Linked DNA regions of Sus scrofa: region 1 is linked to region 2. The links are chromatin contacts, called in public Hi-C maps. All regions are on one chromosome and are shown on one strand. The core of a region is the stretch at or near the end of the contact, and the rest is flanking DNA. Distances in the headings are between cores, read along the strand shown.

Region 1 (5,777 bases), core at 454-2,953, 95 kb after region 2:
AAAGTGAATAAAGTATTTGTCCAAGTATTTTGGTTGATAGTTTCAACTATTAATTTTTATAATATGGAGGCATCACTTCTTGAAACTCTTTACAAACAATTATGTCAATGACTCCACTCTCTCCTGTTTCACCTCTTCCCTCTTTGAGTTTCCTTCCTACTCTTCCGTTCTTACAATTATAAACAACCATCCAGTATGTTAATATCTACCAAAATGAGTCTCATTCAGTTACTTACTTGGGTCACAGGCCCATCTCTGAACCATCTCATGGAGGCCAGTGTGTTAGAATATGATGATCAGGAGTTCCCGTCGTGGCTCAGTGGTTAACGAATCCGACTAGGAACCATGAGGTTTCGGGTTCAATCCCTGGCCTCACTCACTGGGTTAAGGATCCTGTGTTGCTGTGGCTGTGGCATAGGTTGGCAGCTATAGTTCTGATTCGACCCCTAGCCTGGGAACCTCCATATGCCGTGGGTATGGCCCTAAAAAGCAAATAAATAAATAAATAAATAAACTTTAAAAAAATGCTACCAGTATGAGTATAAAAGAATTGTATTACTCTGAATACATAAAAAGCTGTATAACATCAATGAAACTCACAGCAGCGATGCGATACAAACTGTGACCAAAAAACTATTTAGAGTTGAAAAGAAAATCAGTTGGAGTATTTGTTTACAATTCAGTACCAAGAATGAAAATTATTTCACTCCAAGCTTAAAATGAGTATCAGAGCCTGGACTAAAATATGACTTTTTCTCAAGAAATTTTATCTTTTACATTTTTTCAGTACTTCATGCTCTATCTTCTTATTTATTGTCTATTTACCTCTTTACCAGACCTGGGCATCAGAGTGTAAGAGAAATTGCAAAAGTCTACAAATTTTATACTAAAGCCAAATTAATTATTTCTTTGCCTCTCAAAGAATGCAATAAAAATTGAAGACAATAAATGTGGAGAAATCACTCCTAGATAATTGCCCGGAAAGACTGCCATGAATGAACAGTTGGCTAGAATTATTTCAGAATCATGCAGCGAAGTGAAGTTTTCACAGAAATGCATTTCAGGTTTAAGTCCCTATGGACCTTAAAGGAAAGAGGCCAATATTTCTGATAGTTCTGATAATCGGTATACACATGCTATAAACCAATTTTCACATAGCACAAAGCATTTTATTCTCTGCAGGAGTATAATGGGATTTGAAAGCAAAAAGCACCAGGGTTATTGGTTGGTCTATAAGCCAAATCTCATAGTTAAGCTGTTGCAAAGTTTACAGATTTACAACAAAAAGATGACGTGTTGTGGGATTTTTCGTTTGCTTTTCAGAGCTCAGGTTCTTGTTTTGAACTAATGGATTGTAAAAAAAAAAAAAAAAAAAACAGTGTGTCCTACTATTTAAGTTATATGCCTTGGTCATATCAATGTCACATTAAGGAAACCTTTATTATCATCGTCCTACCAGATAGATACCCATTACAAACAGATTATAGAGGACACTTATTATTTTATCAGCCAGCTCCCCTTCTCCTCTTCTGGTCAAAGTATTTCCTTTTGGCAGAGGAATTGCTCCTCCCTGACTTGAGACACATGGATCCAGTCGAGGCTGCCAGTTACAGCATCCTGGCTTCAGAGGCTACATAGCATGTCATCCAAGTTGGATCTATCCTAGAATGTAACACTCCTGGCTCTGTAACTGGTCAATGGGGTGGGAACATAACTAGAGGAGGGCCAGTCAACATTGTTCTCTGAGGCTTTGCCAACAAGAGTTGGGATGGGGTCCCGGGGGAAGGAGTCAAAGGTAATGAAGAGCTTTTCCCCTCAGATGGTGAATCTGCAGGATGAGCGGGAGCTGCCAGCGGTCAGGTTCTCTGCCACATGGACAAACACTGTCTGCAGTAGAAAGACAGGCTTTGAATTCAGGCCACATAAGCAGGTTGAGAAAATGTGTCTTAATTCTACTTATGCCAGTGAGCTTAATTTCTCTAGTGAGATCCTGTTTCACCAACTGATAGAAGCTAAACGTCAATGGATTCCAGGTCCCAATTTCTTTTCCTTAAAATTGCTTCTAACTTCTAAGAGGAGATACTGTGGGAGGCAAGGGAAAGCAGGGCCCAGGATATGCAAACTTCTGATCCTAGGTTATCTGTTGAATTTGGCATCTGGCTCTTCATCCCGTCTGTTTGGCAGGTGTTGATCTGTATGGATCCACATCAAAGGTCACTTCAGGATCAATGACTCTCCTTGCTTGCCCCTGATGCCTATCTGAAGTACACTAAGAGGTGTTCACCAAGCACCACTGTGGGCTATGGGCACCTGGGTGAGGCTTTACAAGGCCCAGAATCATAGCTGTGCTACTTTCAGGGATTATCCCACTGCTCCTATACCCTGAATGAGTCAACTTGGAGCTCTACAAGTCTGCTTTAGATTTGACTGCCTTCATCACACAGCCTTTTCTTTCTTTTTCTTCTTCTTTTTTTTTTTTTTTTACTTTTTAGGGCCACAGGCAAATGGAAGTTCCCAGGCTAGGGAGTCAAATCAGAGCTACAGCTACCAGCCTACACCACAGCCACAGCAATGCGGAATCCCAGCCATGCCTGTGATCTACACTGCAGCTTGTGGCAATGTCGAATCCCTAACCCACTGAGCAAGGCCAGGGATCAAACCTGCATCCTCATGGATACTAGTTGGGATCATTACTGCTGAGCCACAACAGGAACTCCTCCAACACAGCCATCTCTATGTATTGTCCCATGCTGCTCCCAAGCCATGCCAAGACCTCTCGGGTCTTCTCTCCACTCTATCTAGATTAAAGGACACTGGCTCTCTCTACTCTGGGATTCTCTCAGCTCTTGGAGTTTCCCCCTCGATTCTTTGGAAGTGTCTGTTGCCACTCGCCTCTAGGGTTCAATCCTCTGATATAAACTGCATAGGGTACTTCAAAATTTTTGTCTTAATTAGACATTGGCTGCACTTGATAAGATGAAACATGCACAATTTAAAACACCAATAAAGGGAGTTCCTGTTGTGGCTCAGAGGGTCATGAACCCAGCCAGTATCCATGAGGATGTGGGTTCGATCCCTGGTCTCGCTCAGTGGGTCAAGGATCCAGCGTTGTCACAAGCTGCAGTGTAGGTTGCAGATGCAGCTCTGATCCTACATTACTGTGGTTGTGGTGTAGGCCAGCAGCTGCAGCTCCAACTTGACCCCAGCCTGGAAATTTCCATTGGCTTTAGATGTGGCCTGAAAGAAAGAAAGAAAGAAGGAAGGAAGGAAGGAAAAAGAGAGAAAGAAAGAAAGAAAGAAAGAAAGAAAGAAAGAAAGAAAGAAAGAAAGAAAGAAAGAAAGAAAGAAAGAAAGAAAGGAAGGAAGGAAGGAAGGAAGGAAGGAAGGAAGGAAGGAAGGAAGGAAGAAAGGAAGAAAGAAAGAAAGAAAGAAAGAAAGAAAGAAAGAAAGAAAGAAAGAAAGAAAGAAAGAAAGAAAGAAAAAGTAAATAAATGTATAACACTAATAGAGGGAGTTCTTGTGGCTCAGCAGGTTAAGAACCTGACCAGTATCCATGAGGTTGTGGGGTTGATCCCTAGCCTCACTCATTGGGTTAAGCATCTGGTGTGGCCATGAGCTGTGGCACAGGTCACAGATGTGACTCAGATCTGGTGTTGCTGTGGCTATACCCTAGACCAGTACCTACAGCTCCAATTCGACCCCTAGCCTGGGAAGTCTCATATGCTGTGGTGCAGCCCTAAAAATATAGAAAGGCAAAAAACCAAAAAACAACAAACACAATGAACCAAACAGCCATTGTGTGTTGCTTAGTGATGGAGTCATCTAGTAGGTGCCAGGCCTCTTTCTCAGTGGTACTACACCGCCTTAGCTCTCCTTGCTTCCCTCTTGGCAGTCTTCTCCCCCTATACACACACACACACACACACACACACACACACACACACACACACACACACCCTGGGAGAGTCCCCTTAGTGTTCAGAGCTTGCATTGGCTCCAGGTCTCCATTTTTGATATTCAAAATATAAGGGAGCAGGACCCTATGGGGCCTTCCTGGGGCCTTCCCCTCCTCCATCTCCTCGGCTTTAGCTCCTCTCTGACTTACCTAGATAACAGTATCTGATACACATTCCCAGAGTTGTTTTCCAAATGTGAAATTCCCCCCCACCCACCCATCCACCAAATGAAAGATATTAACTACTCAACACTTTACCCTGCAAACCTCCTCCCTCACCTGGCTTATGAAAATGCTTTATAATTTGGTTTGGGGGGTTTGGGACGGGCGGGGGTGGGGCGCAACAGGCCACAAGTCAGCCATCTCCATGCATGGCCCTGCCATAAAGCTTCCTCTGTTCCAAACTCCAATGTTTCAGTTTGTTTGGCCTCACTGTGCACTGAGCACAAAAAATTGCACCAACAAAAACACAGTCTACTGGAACATCTCCTTCTGTGGCAAATGGGCACAAAAATGCCCATGAATGGAAGAGGGTTACGGGGTAAAGAAATGAAAGACCTGGGGAAAAATACATACCAGGTCATCTATCAAATTATTCCTCCACAGAGACCACAAAAGAGGTTTCTCTTTTCAGTGAGTCCTGATGGTATCCAACTCCCGGCTCTGGGTCCCTCCTTCCTGGAGCCTTGTAGTTAACTCTTCCTTCAATTCTGGAAGCTTCCTCAGGACTTTTCCTTAAGTCCATCTTTTTAGTGACGTGAATTCAATCTTAATTAGCTAACCCAACCTAATAGCTTAGCCAAAAAGGGGAATTTTTATTACATGGAATCAGGTAGAATTGAACCAAATTCTACCTGAGCCAAATAACAGGAAAAGCAGACCTACAGCTGGTCTCCAAGAACTCCAAAGCCTTGGAGTACCTGTTGTGGGTCAGCAGGTTAAGAACCCAACATAGTCTCCATAAGGATGTGGGCTTGATCCCTGGCCTCGTTCAATGGATTAAAAACCAGGCTGTGACTTAGGCCCGCAGCTACAGCTTTGATTCCCCCCATGGCCTGGGAACTTCCATGTGCTGCAGGTGTAGCTATAACAACAAAAAAAGAACTCCAAAACCACCAGTGAACTTCTCCATCTCTGCTTCTCAGCACGGGTAGCTCCATCCCCTCTTACTGACTACATCTCTCCACACAATAGGAAGTATAGTTACTGACGATTCCTAGGCTTTTCATCAATTGGTCTTTACCACAAGATAAAGGAGAAAAGATGTCACGGTTTAAAGTTTCTATTAATTTATTTCAGCAGTAGAAATGTAAAGAGAAAGAAAATTCCTGCGTTTACCAATTCTTCTCTCATGCTCTGTAGACAATGGCTTGTGTTTGAATAGAAAGAAAATTCTCGAGTTTACCAATTCTTCTCTCATGCTCTGTACACAATAGCTTATGTTTAAATTGTAACTATATTTTTAAAAAATTCCTTTCTATGACAGATGTTTGACCCTTCTAAATTTCTCTTTTAAGAGTACATAAAGAAAAGAATGAATTTTAAAAGATTGCCTTGTGTCTTTTCTTATGCTAAATGAAAAGGAGTAATGAGAATTTTTAAAAAGTGTTTTTAAATAGACAAAAACAAAACAAAACCAAAAACACCAATTACATGTTAATGCCTTTGCAGTTGAAATTAGATGTGGTGAGACACAACAAAGAAAAATATGACATTCCCGACAGAGAATAATATTAAAGTCAAGGAGAATGAATTGTGATAAATATATATACCACGTTCCTCTACCTTGCCCAAGCCTGGGGCACTTCAGAGATTTTGTTTC
Region 2 (6,221 bases), core at 372-2,871:
TGCCTTATGTCACACTAAGAACCTGTTTACGATTGTCAGGAAAAAAGAACTAAATACCTATTTGTTGAAAACAATGAAAATGAAAGGGATGATCACAAACTTTTCAAGACTTTTCCTTGTAAATAACTTCATATAAAAATACAAACTATATGACATGTGGAATGAAGACAAAGACACAAAATAAATACACATCATACTTTTTTATAAGAAAGGTGGTTACATTACAATGAAAAATCCTGCCAAGCAGCTACAAGGCAAGAATTTGTGTGCAAAAGCTCAACTCATACAATGTAAACATATTGAAAAAAGAAATGCAAAATAAAGAATGCTGTGGACACATCACATTGAAAAATTAACACAACTGAATGACGTGCATTAGAAATTTCTATTTATATGTTATACATAGAATTAAATTTTTGAATTTTATGATTTTAAACTGACAGAATAAATTCTAATTAATTGTTTGAAATAACAATATAACCAACTATTCTTCATAATGGCAAATATATTCCACATAAAAACACAATTCACTTAACACAGCTTTGAACTCTTAAATGAAATATAGTGGTGATTATAATCATAAAGGAATAAATATGCCAGATGCTTTATAATGGAATAGACTTGTACAGATATTAAAATACTGCATAATAACAAACACTTTATTAACACAACCTCTTCTATTATTCTATGGACAAAATATACGAAAAGTGTCCCTGTGCCTATTTTCTTTCTGACAGAAATCTATAATTAGATTTATAAGTTCTTTCAAATATTTTCTTGATTTTTTTTTTTTTTTGGCTAGATTGGTGGGATTACATACCCACGAAACCTTTAGTCAACAGCTAAATACCCTAGTCAACTGGCATCAATCTATCATTTTGGTTTTTTTAAATGTTACTACTATTGTGTATTAAATTTCTTAAAATTTAATGAACCTAGAAATTAAGATCTCCATATAAAGGAATTGCATGCTTTCAATATGAAAATTAAAAAAATACACACAGAGAGACCATAGCATGCAGTCGAACACATGTTCTTCAAATGACATTTGGTATATTTCATGCCCTTTAAAACTTCATAATTGTCAACTGATCACTGATGCCAAATAATGTGCATGTCTTCAAATGCACTTGATGAGAGATTTCACTAATAATTAATAAGAAGTCATACGTCTATATTATATCAAGGCATATTTTATCAGTGGGTCACAAACTTTTAAAAGTATATTTATTAAAAAATCATTTCAGCCACTATATGCCTCTAAGTTTCAACTATTTTAGAACAGTCTGGAAGCATATTAAATATGTATTCAGCTGACAGGAATTAAAGAATATCCTTTCATATTTTTCACACTTAGATTTTACATTCCAATGACATCTATTAAAAGTCAATGAAGGGGGGGAAGGCACATTCTTCCTGATTTTTAGTTGTTTTTTTAAACATTCGAGTCAAACTATGCATGAAATCTAAATGTAAGTACTCCATTCCATAGCCTAAATTTGACTATCATATGGGTTCATCAAACAGAGGCTTTGGTTTATTTTGAATGTGAGCAACATAACACACAAGTTCACAGAAACAGCAGGTGGCCTTTTGCTCAGGGAGTAAAGTCCTGTGTTTGCCATGAACTATTTCTAAAAGCTCCAGAGAGTCTCCGTTTTTGCATCACTGCCCATTTCCCTGCCTGCCAGAAACTTTGGGTGGTTCAGAGTAAATCTGGTCAAAAATTTCACAAGGAGGCTATATTGGAGGCTGATGTATTTTCTGATCTGGTCAATCTGACTGGCATATGTCAGGTCATCCTGATATGAACTGTAACTTCTACTGGCCTTTGACCAGAACAAACAGTAACTTCCGGCTTTCTTTAAACTGAAATGGACATCAGGACTTAAGTCATTTTCAAGGCTATCAAAAACAAAAATTCCTATAATAATCAAAATTAGAAATATATAAAAGCTACAAGACATTCAAAAGAATACTCAAATCAGTCAGTTTATAGGCTAAAGTGTACATAAAAGAATATAAAGTGGAAAATTTTGGACATAAAACATAAACACTTTTACTGCGTTCTATATTTAGAGCCATTGTACTTGCAATGTGTCAGAAGTTGCCGTTCTCATCCAGTTAGAACATTGTCTGTTAGATGTTTGATGATATCTAATAGATATGTGGTAAGAGCAACAGTTATAATTTTTAATGTTTCATGACCAGGCAAATGACAAAGCAAAAGCCAGATCTCCTAAATATTACTATTTAGACTTCAGATGACTTGAAAAGTAATCATACATCCAAACTGAATTGGATTCAGACCTATAGTTTGGACCTCAAATTCACCCATCTATTTTAAGTTCTAAATCAACATAATCCACCACATTTTAGTTCTCAAGAATCCCACCAAATTTGTTTACATTGTCTCCCCTTCTTCGAAATGTAAAAATCTTCTAATACTCTATAGAATGATGGCAAGTTGGTAGATTGGATTCATCTGCAGTGATCATGATTAGACTTCAAAGAATGTCCGTTCTCTGTTCAGATAAAATAAAACAAAATAAGAAAGCAAAATAAAAAAAAAAATCACTCAGAAAGCAAAAGATAAAAGATTTCAAAAAGCTGTTCTGTCAGACAGGGGTGCTTGATTATAATAAATTCCTGTGTTATACTATACCTATGCATGTTTTTAGGAAAAGATAAAATTTTGAACCTAGGGGGCCTCTTCCATTTCCTTAATGCACTCCTTAACATCACCCTAAGAACAACCTTAAGGATCCTAGAAAAGGAAAAACTATAGAGGACTAACAGGATAAGTAAAAGGAGAGAAGAACAAAGTGCTGGAAAAATAAAAAAGAAGTGGAGGAGCAACAGCAGTATTAGAGAGTTCGGAACAAGAAAGAGTAAAAGAGTAGAGCTCTGAAGACAAACATTTAAAAATTAAAAAAGAGCTGAAATAGTGAAGAGGAGTAGAATGACAGAACATTTATCATGATTTTTTTCCGTTCAGAAAAAGAAAAAAACTGTCAAGCTCACATGGCTCCCTTTGTATAGACAACGTAATCAATGCTTAAAGCTGCACAGTTAATGATAGCAGAGGGAGGACCCTAACTTTTTTGGTCCTCCTTCAACATTCTAGAACACAATGGAAGATGAGACGACATCCCAAACACAAGTAGGCAGGAGAATCATGTTGTTTTGCTTTTTCTATTTGTTGTGATAGCTTTGAGTTGATGAATTTATCCTTTCTTCTGGCTCCTTATAATTCCAAGGGCACATATATAGATATTAAGAACAAGAAGTCATATTTTAGGGGACTGAAATACACACTTCCAAGCCCAGTCATGTGCATTTCTCAACAGAACTTCTAACTCAAAACTGCATCAGCTCTTTCATGCTTCTGCAAGCCATTCTAGCAATTTCAGGGATGCTCTGCTTAGGATCCATGAGGATGGTGTTCTGGGAGCTTTGGTTGCTCATCGGCTTCTTTGGAGAACTAGGGTGAGGACTCTAGCATAGTCTTTGAATCACAAGAAAAAAAATCCATTTGGGTTTAGATTTAACACCCTTAAGGCAGGTTGTTAAGTTGAGTACATGCTTGTAGAAATAGAATGTAGACAGCAAAGAAGCAGGGTCAGACCCCCTGTATAATAGATGGTTTGGATTTAGAGGAAGAAAATAATAGATTATACAAAAATGCTGAAGAAAAAGGTAAAAAAAAAAAAACTAATTGGCTAGACTTTTAAACACTGTGAGATTTGAGTTAGAAGAAAAGCAAGGTTCTTGAGTCATTGCAATAACATTTTCCCATGACAAGAATTCAACCTTTGTTTAAAATTTTTATTTTTATGCTGTTTAAAAACTTTTTAAACATTCTTATTTTTAAATTACAAAGAGAAATGGTGTAGAGAAATATTCTGGTTCAAGATGACAGTTTGAGCATCTATATTTCTTTCTTATCTCTGCAGAGACAGTTAGAATGAAAGTATGTGAATAAATCAAATATATACCCATGACAAAGAAGAGAATCTGAGAAGGTTGAAAGGGAATGGGATTTTGAATTTCTAAAAGATGGAAAACAAATGGTAGAGTGGAGACCAAAGGAGATGACCAAAGAATATATTCAGAGTGGGCTGTAGCTGGAGGGAAAGCCAGGGTGTGTTGTTGAATACAATGGGGTGTGTGTGTATGTGTGTGTGTGTGTGTGAAGAAACTACAAGTGAAACCACAGGAAGAAAAGAGATCTTGGGCTGAAAACTGGAAACCCTACATATGGAATCTCTTCTACCCCTTTGCTGTGTATGGAAGAGCCTTCATATTAGAACTACTCTCCACACCCAAATTGACATTTTGTTCTCAGACGTGACCAAGGAACTATCTGCGGAGGAAGGACTCTAGCAGCTGTTGGGTACAGATGTCTCTGAGCACATCTTTCCTCATCTAGCCAGAGCCCCATCTACCCACCAAGGACAACAATCCCTGCCTATGTGCGCAGGCTCTCCCAGCCAGCCTGTCTATGGTTTCATTCTTAAACATGAAGTAAAAACAAAGGATTACCAGATATTTGGGGCAAGTGTGAGATTTTAAAAAACGAAAGGCCAAGATAAACAGCAGGAAAACATGACCCTAGCAAAAACAGATAATTCAGGGAACAGAAGAAAAAAGAATTTTTAAAACAAACAATGATCCTCTAATTGGTATTTCTAGTAAGATTTAAGAAAAGATTGCATGCAGAATACACTGAAAAGGAATACTCGGAAATTTACAAATATAATAGCAAATAAAATTTCAACAGAAGCACTGGCAAGATCTCAAATGTAAAACAAAAAGAAACATATTCGAGAAGAGATTTAAAAATATGACAATGGGAGAAAAAAAGTATGTATACATGTATGTGTAACATACATGCTGTATGTGTAACATACATGTTTTCCCCATGCTGTACAGTGGGGAAAAAAATTGTGTTGGGGAAATAACAATAAAAAAACATATATAGAAGATCTACGTGGAGGGTCCAACATCTATTTAATACAGATTCTAGAAAGAGAAGAAAAGTTATAAAAGAAATAATATAAATATAATTTCTTAAGAGTTCTCTGACAGGAGACATGGAATCATAAGCGTCTTCAAATGAGGACATAGTTAAATGAAAAAGCATCTCCCCAAACTTATCACTAATTTTAGATCATTGAATGGGGAGAATATTTTAAAAGTGAGAAAACTGCAAATAACCTGTGAGGAATAAAAATCAGAAAAGCATCTGACTACTCAAAAGCAAGACTAGTTACTAGATCTTAAGGCAGGAATTGTTTGAAAAGTCTTATTGGAAAGGCTTGTTCAACCTGGACATTGATATTCCACCAAACTAGCGATCAAGAAAGGCACAAAAAGGAATTTCAGGCATGCAGAGACTCTGACTTACACAACATTTCCTAGCAAGTTATAGAAGGATATAGTTAATCAAGAAAAAGGAAAGAAAAAAAAAATCTAGAAAACAGTAATCACTAGAAACCAGTTACGGGAAAATTCAGTGATGGCTTGCAGCTATTTTAGAAAAGTCCTAATCCCGACTTCAGAAGGAGGATAGAGGGTTTCCTGGACGGAGAGCCCTGGAAAAAAGTCTCCAGTGAAGAAACTTATATGATGGCAGGACACAGAGGTATAATAAAAATAAAAAATAGGAGTTCCCATCGTGGCTCAGTGGTTAAAGAATTCGACTAGGAACAATGAGGTTTCGGATTCGATCCCTGGCCTTGCTCAATGGGTTAAGGATCCGGTGTTGCTATGAGCTGTGGTGTAGGTTGCAGACTCGGCTCGGATCCCACGTTGCTGTGGGATGTGGTGTAGGCCGGTGGCTACAGCTCTGACTGGATCCCTAGTCTGGGAACCTCCATATGCCATGGGTGCAGCCCTAGAAAAAAGTCAAAAAGATGAAAAAATAAAAAATAAAAATATAAATAAACAAATAAATAAATAAACTTAAGAAGCAATTAGAGGAAGTCCCCATGGGGTGCAGCAAGTTAAGGAAGCAATTAGAAACTCAAAACAAAACACAACAAAAAAACACACACAAAAACATAAAAAATAAAAATGAAGCCAACTGAAATTTGGAACAATTTAGATCAATAGGTGGAGTGTTTTTAATCTTTTTAAAAAGTATTCTGTGATACTGGAATGACCAAGAAGTGTAATCACATTATATTACTTGGTTCTGCAAGGAACAATATTTACCT

Evidence for each region. Hi-C and Micro-C count contacts between places; a contact is called where the count stands out from the background.
Region 1: a contact with region 2 is called in a Hi-C map of liver, with 5 times the contacts expected there. The contact joins two enhancer-like sites. A contact is called at or near these places in 1 of 5 promoter capture datasets (liver) and 3 of 47 Hi-C or Micro-C datasets (all in liver).

What each region holds. Positions count from the first base shown.
Region 1 is chr6:146,899,893-146,905,669 of Sscrofa11.1, forward strand. No RefSeq gene overlaps it. Among named protein-coding and RNA genes, the nearest start is that of LEPR, 36 kb to the left of the region's middle. Within about 2 kb of position 1,704, at least 1 of the 83 cell types and tissues checked has an H3K27ac peak or open chromatin away from gene starts, as enhancers often do. A contact at or near this core is called in liver, where this site is marked.
Region 2 is chr6:146,805,445-146,811,665 of Sscrofa11.1, forward strand. All of the region lies in intron 17 of LEPR (leptin receptor), which reads right to left. Among named protein-coding and RNA genes, the nearest start is that of LEPR, 58 kb to the right of the region's middle. Within about 2 kb of position 1,622, at least 2 of the 83 cell types and tissues checked have an H3K27ac peak or open chromatin away from gene starts, as enhancers often do. A contact at or near this core is called in liver, where this site is marked.